Regions from separate parts of the Mus musculus genome. Here region 2 is linked to region 1. Evidence: chromatin contacts called from public Micro-C data. All regions are on one chromosome and are shown on one strand. The core of a region is the stretch at or near the end of the contact, and the rest is flanking DNA. Distances in the headings are between cores, read along the strand shown. Region 1 overlaps Trim45 (tripartite motif-containing 45). Region 2 has its middle 33 kb from the start of Atp1a1.

Region 1 (5,296 bases), core at 2,547-5,046:
TGTGGGACAGTGCTGGAGGCGGCATACAGAGCATGCGTATGGCTGGCAGAGCCACACGAATAGTTGTCACCAAGGCACACATTCTCAAACACCAGGTTTACAAGGGCTTTCCTTCATGGAGACTTATCCAACTCTTCTCATGAATGTGGATCAAATAAGAGCGTCCAACAGCCCACAACCTGGGGGTGTTCTAGGCCCTTTCAAACTCCATCCAAGACTCCTTGACATGCCACTGGGAACAGCAGTAGGTAGAAAGATGCCGTTAGGGGATGTGACCCCTTTCTTCGTCAATCATGTAGGTTAGGGGTTTTTTGATGGTGTTTTATTTTAATCCAGGGTCTTGCTATACACCCCGCAGCCTGGGCTGCCTCTACTTCCTGAGTGCAGGGATTATAGGCATACTCCACCATGATTTTCCTCCAGTGCTTCATCGTGGCCCCTTGTACACAGTGATGTTTCCTCGAAGGTATCGCTTGCTCATGACATCAGTGACATGGTTCTCTGCAGGACTCCCAGGTGAAGTTAGATTGTCTTACACCAAGAGGATAATTGTGGGAACACCAGTACCATGCGGCCTGTTCTCTGAAGTCTTGTTTAGTCATTAAGTTTATGGCATGGGATGCTATTACTGCTCTCGTACAGCTTTTCTTAGTGAGGTTTCTGGTTTTCAGATAACACATGGACAAAACGAACTCCGAGAGAACTCTTGCGGTTTACAGCTCCCAGGTCCCACTCTATCGCTGGGGGAGGGCAGGACAAGAGCTGAATCAGGCCATGGAGGGGTGCTGCTTTCCTGGCTTGATCTCCATGGCTGTTGAGCCTGCTTTCTTATACAACCCAGGACCTGGACCAGCCCAGGTGGCACTGCCCGCATAAATCATTCATCAAGAAAATGCCCCATGGGCCAATCTGATGGAGGCATTTTCCCAGATGACCCCAGTTCCTGTCAAGTTGACCATCTAACCAGCACATAGCATCAAGCCCTCAAAATATATAGGAAGAAAAAAAAGTATACGCAAGCACAAAGAGAAATACTAGAAACTTGGAATTCTTGGTCATATAATCTATATTAGAATGTTTTCGTCAATAAACATGAGATCAGGGCTAATTAGGCACGCTGTCCTACAGGATAGAGATAAAGTACTAGGGAGGGAACAGGGAGCAGCCATGGGCTGTGCTCACGATCTTCAGTGCTTTCTACACAGCTTCCATAGCTAAGTCTGAGTGTGGGCAGATGTCTAAGAAAGGAGAGGTGAGGAGTATTTCTGCTGCCCAGTACCTGTACAGTCACTGAAATATATATCAAGCACCTACTGTGTGCAAGGCTCTGCAGGGTACTTCAATTTTAAGGGGAAGCAAAGTCAAGCCTACCTTTCCAAGGCTTAGCATCGAGCGTAAGACTAGCTGTACTGTGACTGGCGAGAGCTGTGGTCGAGGACCTGCGTAGTTAATGGTTCATCACAGAAATTGACCTGTGAGAGCTTTGGGCAAGTGATGAAGGGAATGCCTTATCGACATGTAGGGACTGACACAACCCGGTGGCATGCCGCTTCCTCTGATCTGCTTCTAGCTGCTTTATCTTTATCCAGCCACACCTGACACAGGTGAGCATCCTCGGTTGACAGCCACACCTGACACAGGTGAGCATCCTCGGGTGACAGCCATGCCTGCCACAGGTGTGCATCCTCTGGAGTAAGGGTGAGCAATGATTGCAGAGAGGGAGCAGGAGGGGTGGGCTGGCCAAGACAGCCAAGGTGTTTATATCCCACAGGACCAAGACTCGAATTTGTCGCTTTTTTTCTCAGCCGTAATACCAGCCACATCGCTTACATCATGAAGCTGTATCTTCAGCGTGCACATGAGGACACATTTGTATCCTCCCTAAAAACTCCACTTCTCTTCTCCTTGCCGTAGAGTTTGGGGGTTCTCAGATCACTCTGACCTTTTCATAGTTTTTTTTCAGCTGCCAGAGCATCTGGACTAAATTGGGCTAAGACCCCATTATTGTTCAAACTAAGTAAGAGCCCAGGCACCCCTACCACCGCCCACGGGGACTTTAAACATTAACAGAGTTGTTACCAGCCAAAGTATGTGCTTCCGACCTTGAGTTCTTCCTCCCTGTTTAATGGTAGTAGCTAGACCCTGGATGCCCCACTGAGATCAAAGTTTTCCTCTAGAGATGCAGCTTCATCTACAAAAAACTGCCCGGTTGTCGCAAGCTCTCCAAGGTAGACTCTCGAGCTGTGCTTGGCTCTGCTGCACTGACTCAAGACCCCTGGGGAAAGATGATGTAATTCCAGAGACTTCAGGGCACAAGACTCCCTGGATGTCTGAGGTAACTGGAAAATTCAAGGCTGGTCCCTTGGGTGCTTACTTGTATCCAACAAGTCTGATAGGCGGTTAAGACCTTTTCCCAAGTGGTCTTTGGTTCAATGGGATATACTTGGGTTTAGGGAAATGGAAGTCATGAAAACATACTAAGTAAAGCCAAACAAAACTCTACCAACTTGAATTTTTATTCATTCAACATACTATTTGTCTCTACTGTGAGCCAAAGTCTGACCTGCATGGGGATAATACAGTTACTGAATGCCAGCTCCCTGCCCTCGCGGAGCTCAGAGTCCAGTACAGCAGATGTAAGACAATACATCACCCGTCAGCTGGTGATGAAGCCGGGCAGGGGATGCCTCCTCCTGGGTATGATTCTTCTGTTTTACTCAGGATGGTTAGAAACCTCACTAATAGGACAATAGTTGACACTAGAGCAGAAACTTGAAGTCAAAGGGTATGATGCATCTTTGAGAAGGACTGTCAGATAGAAGGCCCATTACTATAAAGGCTCCAAGAAGAGGCTGCTGAGCCTGAGCAGCGGCCGGCAGGGCCACTGTGCCTGGACAGAAGGTGGAGCTGGGTAGGAAGAGAAGGCCATGGATCAGACCACGCTGGCACATGGTAATGTGAAGCAGGTGAGCTGCCTCTGTTCTGAGATGAGCGAGCGGTCACTGGAGGCACCGAGCAGAATGACCTGATGTGGAAGCAGGCTGGCGAGAAGATAGGCAAAGCTTTCTGGTGGGAGTCTCGGCTTGTCAGACCAGGATGGTAGCAATGGACGCAGAGAGCAGGAGTCAGTGAAAGTGAGGTTGACAGGAGTTACCAGTGGTTTGGATATGGTGTGACACACAAGGAGTTTCCAGGCTGCCCCACCTAAGGACAGACGCTTCTCTTTTAAAGTGTGGAGAGGACTCCAGGAGAAGCTGTTTGGTGATGACAGGCAGGAGCAAGTGAGAACTGGACACTGGGAGCCATTTAAATTTGAATGAGGGGCTTACTGTACACATAAGAGGAGATGTGATGACGTAAGTCACTGGACCTCATAATCATCTAGAGAGTGACCTGAAGAGGACTTGGGAGTCACCGAGTCTAAGTGGTATTTAAGTCAGAAGGAGGTCACGGGAGGAAACAGGGGCGAGAAATGGAAGGACTGCTCTTTGACTCTACTGAGCATACTGACAACAACACAGTGCAAGGTCGAGCTTAGGAGCCTGGGAGGGAACCATTGAGCAGAATGCAGGATGTACGCCTCATCAGACATGAAAATGGCACTGCAGGGAGGCAAAGCATGCTCCATTTGCTGCAGAAAGCTATCCTGCAGTTGAATAAACTGACCTGTGGCCCTACTCAATGCTGCTAGAACCCATATCCCCAAGATTCTGTAAGACACGCCCCCGGGAGGTGGGGTTGCCTGGCTGAGAACCAGTGATCTCAAAGCAGCCATGGCAAGCTCAGTAGACACCTGACCTGGCTCAGGGTGTGGCTGGGAGTGGGTGGGAACAGACAGAGTGAGGAGCAAACAACAACCAGCTGAGGGGGAGAGGGGCAGTGTTGTCTTCTGGGAACATCAGATTTTGCTTCCAGAAAGGGGCTCAAGGGGAATGTTCGAAGAAAATGAAGAAAGTATCTTAATGTCTTAATTATCTTAATGTATCTTATCTTAAAGGCTAAGAGAAGGAAGTGAAACCTGACAGTGGTCATCTAAGTGCCTCGCTTCCTTTCCTTTACCCAATTGCCCCTCCAATGAGTCACCACTCCCTATGAGATCCTATAATGCAAACTTCAGTAATTCAGTTTCATATGTTGTGAGTTTACTGCTGTGTAAGAAACCAAGAATCCCAGAAAACACAAAATCTCTACTGGGAAGACCTTGGCTGGGCTGAGGGAGTACTAAGTCTTCCTCCCAGAATCCTGTAGCCGCTAGGGGGTGCCCTGCAGAGTCAGTGCTTTCAGCTGTTGCAGGGTAGAGAGGGCAGCGAAAGCCCTCCATTAAGTCAGAGCTGTGTGGATGGAGGACCCGCCGTCATCTGATGTAAAGAACTGCAGCAGATGGCTGCGCTCTTGCCACACCGTACCTCCTTACTGTCTACTTGTGTGCCTACACATGAGCATCACTCGGGCGCTCATCTAGACGGCAAAACCGTGATAATCATCATAAACTGTGTACTAGGAAACCACTGAAAGTATACAACAAACAAATGATGGGCCAGAGGGGTTTCATCCTCCAGGAGAAGCCCTGAAACTCTAGCTCGGGGTAAACCGGAGAGGCTGCAACACAGTGGAAAGGAAGGCATAAAGTCCTCCCTGCTCCAGGAGCTCATGGTCCCATGGCACAGACACCTCAATGCCCGTATAAAACAGGAGAGCTTTCCGTGGAGTAGATCAGCAGCCTGCCTTGAGGAGCGGTGTAGGGGAGGCCTGCACTCCGCCATGGTACACGAGAGATGCCCACACAGAAAGCACTTGAAGTCTGATGTTAGAGAAAGCACTTCGTCTTTAATTCTGTCAGTCTCTTTGGAACTACTCAAGCTCTGGGTTCTCTGCATAGCTGAAGTTATGCTAGCTTCAGGGTTACCTGGCCCGACTTGTCCCCAGGAAGCATCAGAGCGCCACGGTCCTAAGCAGACTCCTCGGGGCGCCCTGCCCACTCGTGAACGAGCACTCGGACTTCTCAATGAACTTCCCACAGCAAGACCAGTGTGGACGGCCCGGGTGGCCTTTGTGTCCGTGGCCACAGCCAAGGTATCCACCTGCATAATACAAAGGGGGGAACAACATAAAGTAGAGTCCAGCTGTACAAAGCTAATCCTGGCAACATTCAGACCTAAGCAGTCAAGATCTCCCCAAAGAAACTACCGAGTTCAGTCCACTGTAATCAGAACTATCTGGTAGCCATGGCCAGGCCAGGCTCTCAGAACTGTCCAAAATGCAACCAGGAGATGAACTAGTTTGCCCTTCAACTGTT
Region 2 (5,187 bases), core at 2,104-4,603, 640 kb before region 1:
ATAGCTTCCTGTCCTTCTTTCCCCTGGCTCTGTATTCCTGCTGGGGTCATCTCCACCTTTAATCTGATCGTTCCTCCCTAAATCCACTTGCATCTTGGACATCTTCACGTATTCGGAAATTAGGCGCTTTACCTAAGAGGCAAACCTATTTAAGTACCTGCAAAATGAACAAAATCTGGGCTGTGATGCATCCATCTCCTGTTGCCCAAGCCAAAAACTTGGAACTATAGAGACCTCTAACCATGCTGTGACAATCACCAGGATGTGGGCGCCGACAAGGCAGCCGTGAGCACGGACAAGGCGGCTGAGGTCAGAGGCTTGGTGTTTTCTGATAGCCCAGATTCAAGCACAGCTATTTAGTAATTGAATGACTTCTAACTCATTTTTATATCTATATGTGTGAGTGTGTGTATATGTGTGTATATACTATATAATTATACTATATATCGTAATTATATATATTACATAATTACATATATATATACACATAATTACAGTATATACTATAGAAAATTGCACAATGCCTATGCAGCTATAATTTTTAAGTGTATGCTCATTGGTACCACTGCTTCCCAGGGGGAAGAGCTTAGCCTATCTGATCTGTGCCCAGGTTGCCACCAGCCTGTGACTTAGGGTCCCTCTATCTCAACACTGAAGTTTGAAATCAGAGAGTTGAAGAACAAGCAGGTGTCTAGAACTAGATACAGAGTTAGAGTGGGGGACCATGTCAAAGTCATGAAGAAGTCAAGCTCCTCTAAGAAGTACAGAGGCATCAGTAAGGGCACTGGACCCCGGGCTGACCTGGGTTCCGAAGCATTGTCGTTGATCTGGGTATCTCAGGATCTTATAAGAGTCCCTCTCTCCCCAGTGAGGATGGGATGGCCTGTCAGATCGCTGACTTGTGCCTCATACACAGTTCCCAATGTGTTATGTAGTCACCTTCCACTGTGAACCCTGCTCAGCTCAGTGCCTCACAAAGGACGAGTCATACAGCGGCCAGAACTCCACTCAAAGAGAAGGGCAGAGACCTTACTCAGAGTGCCATGTAGCTCAGAAGGGAAAACAAAGGGCAAATCCGGGAGAGGGCTCACACTTTCCCCCAAACCACTCTGAGTCCCCTGAGGGGTACACACAGCATGCTGTGATGTTCACAGGGGCAGGGCCTCCTGTTGGACACACACACCCTATGGGAAAGGTTCCCTCCCCTGTGCATCTGGAGGTGGGGGCATCTCTGGGTAGGCATCGAGGTATTGGCTCCTCAGCTTTCCGTCTAGGCAATTCACGGGCTCTACAAGCCTCTCTCCCTGACAGGCCATTACACACTCCTCACAAGGTTGCTGCAAAGATCAAATAACCTGCAGAGAGGGCTTGGCAAGTGCCTGGGCCTTCCTAAGAGTTAGATAAAAGTTCCCCCAGCCCCGTTTCACTGAATATAAAACTAGGGAAAGTTTGCTGTTTCTACTTAGTGGAACTCAATACCTACCAATCACATTTATCACAAGCCGGGCAATGGTCTAAGCAAAACAAACAACAACGTGAAGTTCAGAGCTGTGAGGTGACGTGCCCAGTGCCTTGCCACTGACAAGTGACAGAAGGTGACACATCCACCTCCCAACCCATACCCAGGACACTCGGGCATGGCACGTGGGATGCTAATGCTTTGTCTCTAGCATATGAGATGCTTGGAAAGTTTTGACCATGTGGTAGAGAGCCAGGGCTGAAGCCAAGGACCAGAGAAGGGCAGTGCTTTTATGAGGGACAAAGAACAGGGGAGGTTGGAGCTGGCATTAAGACCGGAGCACAGCAAGTTTCTTGGAAACTGAGCACAGCCTGTTGAACAGTTATTCACATGAATTTGCCCCCAGGGCCTGAGTAACCAGGCTGCAACTTGTGTAACCGGGAAGCGTGAAGGCAGGCAGTTATGATCGGAGCAGCTCGGCCTGCCTCTCCCATTGGACCCCAGGGCAGTCAGTCTGGGACAGGCTTTCCCAGAGAAGGTGGCAGATCTGGTTCCTCCTACAGGTTGCAGAGGATAGCTTCTGGGCTTCAGCATTGCAAACTGGTCCCTAGAAGTCAATTTTTGTTCTGTCCTTGCCGAGGCTTGTGATGGTGGGTTTTTGTTTTGTTTTGTTGTTTTTTTAAACACTGTGGATTTCAGACCAGCTTTTCTGAAAGACAGAGGTCCCTTCCTCCTCCCTCTGGCCTGTCCCCTCTGCTCTCCCTTCCCTTCTCTTTCTACACTGGGGCTCTGACTCAGTGCAGTTAATCTGTGTGTAGGAAAGCAGAAATGTCTAAAGAGCCTGCTCAGTATGCGAGGAATCCTTTTATAGTATGAATAATGGCTCCATTAAAAACCTACGGCAAGGTTTAAAACTTTTCCTGGCGTGACAGACAGGAAGGGCATGGGTGCCACCCTGTTGCCCTGGGAACACACACACCCCCACTTACTATAGTAAGAGGCTTCTCTGGGGTGTCTCCCCCACCAGAGCAGACAGCGAAAGCCTCGAAGCCAGCTCTTCACCCCGTGTGTGTGTGTGTGTGTGTGTGTGTGTGTGTGTGTGTGCATGTATGTGTGTGTGTGTGCATCCCCAGGCCATCTGCTTCCATTCCAGAGCACTGGCACCCACAAAGGAGGGAAGCCAACACCCACTGAGCAGCTAATCCTGCCTGCAGCAGGCCGTGGTATTTTGGCCCGTGGTGGTTTATTGTGTCAAATCCCATGGAACTGATGCAAGTGGACCTCCACAGTGAGAAACTCAAGTCTGGAAAGGCTAGTGACTTGAGTAGATGGAAAGTATTGAGTGCTGTCTATAAAACATGTTTTTGACATAGGCTCCGTGGGCATGGATGTAAAAACATCTCAAATCACCATTGGTCATTTTACCCCAGCACGCTCACCCTACATCTGAACTCTCCTACACTCTAACATAGCACCAGTACTTGTAGGTTCTTCCAGCTGAAGATCTGCCCAAGGTGTGCTTGTTCCCAGACAGCAGTGAGGCTGGCAACCAGACAGTCGCTTGCTTAGTAAGTCTCATCCCTGTTCTTCTGTAGCAGCCGGCTGAATCACACTTCCCAACCTCCTGGAGGTTCAGTCAAGGGACTCTTGGAGGCAATGGGATGTGAGCTAGCCTAACACATGCATCTCTCCTCTGCTCAACCACAAGCCCTTAGTGCAGATTTGAATTAAAACGAGCCCCATAGGCTCAGAGGGAGTGAGTGGCATTACTAGGAGGTGTGGCCTTGATGGTGTGGGTGTGGCTTTGTTGAAGGAAGTGTGTCACTGGGGGGAGGGGGCAGACTTTGAGGTTTCAAATGCTCAAGTCACGCCCAGTGGCTGACTCTTCCTGCTGCCTGCCAATTCAGATATAGAACTCTCAGCTACCTCTCCAGCTTGTCTGCTTGCCTACCTGCCTGCCTGCCTGCCTGCCTGCCTGCCTGCCACCATGCTCATCACCATAACAATAATGTGTAGCCACCAGCAGCCAAGAGAACTGGGTTCCTGAAAGGAAAGCTGGGGGTGGTTGGGAAGGATGGACAAGAAAAAAATGAGACCGAGACAAAGTTTCTGATCAAAGCCAGATGCTTAATTCTTAAAGCCGAATATAAAGGGGGGAACCACCCCCCATCCACCACCACCCTCACCACCTCCACCACCCCCACTCCCCCCACCACCCCCACACACACAAGTTGCCCAGATCTTGACAGGAAAACAAGCACAGCTGCTCAGCAGGTAGTGGTTTCTTGCAGGAAGCTGCAGACAAGGCAGGACAATAGACTCCACCCTAGGTGGGCTAGTCCAACTGTGCAAAACAAGGTCTGATTTAGCCCGCTTAAGGGCACAATAATGGACTAAGCCTGTGGACTACAGCCCCAACTAAGTGCCTTTCTTTATAAGAGTTGCTATGGTCATGGTGTCTTTTCACAGCAATAGAAACCCTGCCTAAGACGCCCTTTCACACAAAACAAGTCTCCCTCTGTCTTGAGAGGATCATCTCATATTTCCACGTAACTGTACAAAACATATTATTGTGGCTCATGGTTTCAGGGTTCCAGTTCCCAATTGACTCCATTGCTCTGGGCCAGAGGTCAAGGTGTGTTCTTATCACACAGAGGGAACTGCTTAGTATCAAACCAGCCTTCCTCAGCTGACAAGATACAGATTGAGCTAGATGCAGGGCAACATATACCCCCTGAAAATATATCCTCTGTCACCTATTTCTTCAATTAGGTCCCATGTCTGGAAGTTTTCACCGCCTCTCCAGAACACCACCATATTCCAAATCCATTGGCAGATTAGTTGACTGATGAAGGCAGAGTCCTCGGGTCTGGATCTTAGTGACTGGATCCATCAGCTATGGACCTCATCTTCAACCCCTGTACCTTTAGAATGATGCTTACGTCACAAAACCCAATAGCTGAGTGGTGGGGTAAACAGCGGTGCTCTTTAGCACAGGTTCCTCTTTGACTGTACCCTGAAACCACACAGAGAAATTTAGCCTTGAAAAGTGGAAGCCAGGCATCATACTATTAACACTCCCAAGCCGGGCGGTGGTGGCACACGCCTTTAAAATCCCAGCACTTGGGAGGCAGAGGCAGTCGGATTTCTGAGTTCAAGGCCAGACTGGTCTACAAAGTGAGTTCCAGGACAGCCAGGGCTACACAGAGAAACCCTGTCTCGAAAAAACAAGAAAACAAACAAACTAACTATTAACACTCCCAGGGGACTGCAGCTAATGTAAAGCTAATGTTAAGAGCCTTTGCCTCAAGGCAATGCTCTCAAAACTGTATCTAATCTTCCAGTATCAGCACCAGCTGTGGATTTGCTAGAAAATGTACATTCTTAGCTATGTGTGATGGTGAACACCTGCAATTCCAGAACTTAGGCAGCTGAGGCAGGAGAATTGCATATTTAAAGCTCTCTATCATGAGCTATATAGGAAGTTCAAGATGCAGCCTGTGCTACATCCTGAGACCTTGGCAAGGAAGGGAAGGTGGAAGAGACAGGAAAGGAGAGGGGAGAGTAATGGGAGGGGGGAGGAGGGAGGGAGGCAGGGAGGGAAACTTCCTCTAAGCTCTCCAAGTGAGTCCAGCACTCCTGGAAGTCTGCAAGCCAGCAAACTTCACCTTGGTAACGCAAAACTGGCAAAGGTTGGAATAATTACACGATGGAAATTGTCAAATACC

What was found. A called contact is a pair of places that touch in the nucleus more often than the background predicts.
Region 2: a contact with region 1 is called in a Micro-C map of embryonic stem cells, with 2.4 times the contacts expected there. The contact joins two enhancer-like sites. A contact is called at or near these places in 8 of 484 Hi-C or Micro-C datasets (the G1E-ER4 cell line, embryonic stem cells and olfactory sensory neurons) and 1 of 115 datasets of contacts at active chromatin or transcription factors (embryonic stem cells).

Annotation. Positions count from the first base shown.
Region 1 is chr3:100,931,216-100,936,511 of GRCm38.p6, reverse strand. Trim45 (tripartite motif-containing 45) reads right to left here. Exons shown (of 6, transcript NM_194343.2): 6 at 2,501-5,081. The coding sequence ends at 4,933. Among named protein-coding and RNA genes, the nearest start is that of Trim45, 11 kb to the right of the region's middle. Within about 2 kb of position 3,796, at least 48 of the 459 cell types and tissues checked have an H3K27ac peak or open chromatin away from gene starts, as enhancers often do. A contact at or near this core is called in embryonic stem cells, where this site is marked.
Region 2 is chr3:101,569,022-101,574,208 of GRCm38.p6, reverse strand. No RefSeq gene overlaps it. Among named protein-coding and RNA genes, the nearest start is that of Atp1a1, 33 kb to the left of the region's middle. Within about 2 kb of position 3,353, at least 90 of the 459 cell types and tissues checked have an H3K27ac peak or open chromatin away from gene starts, as enhancers often do. A contact at or near this core is called in embryonic stem cells, where this site is marked.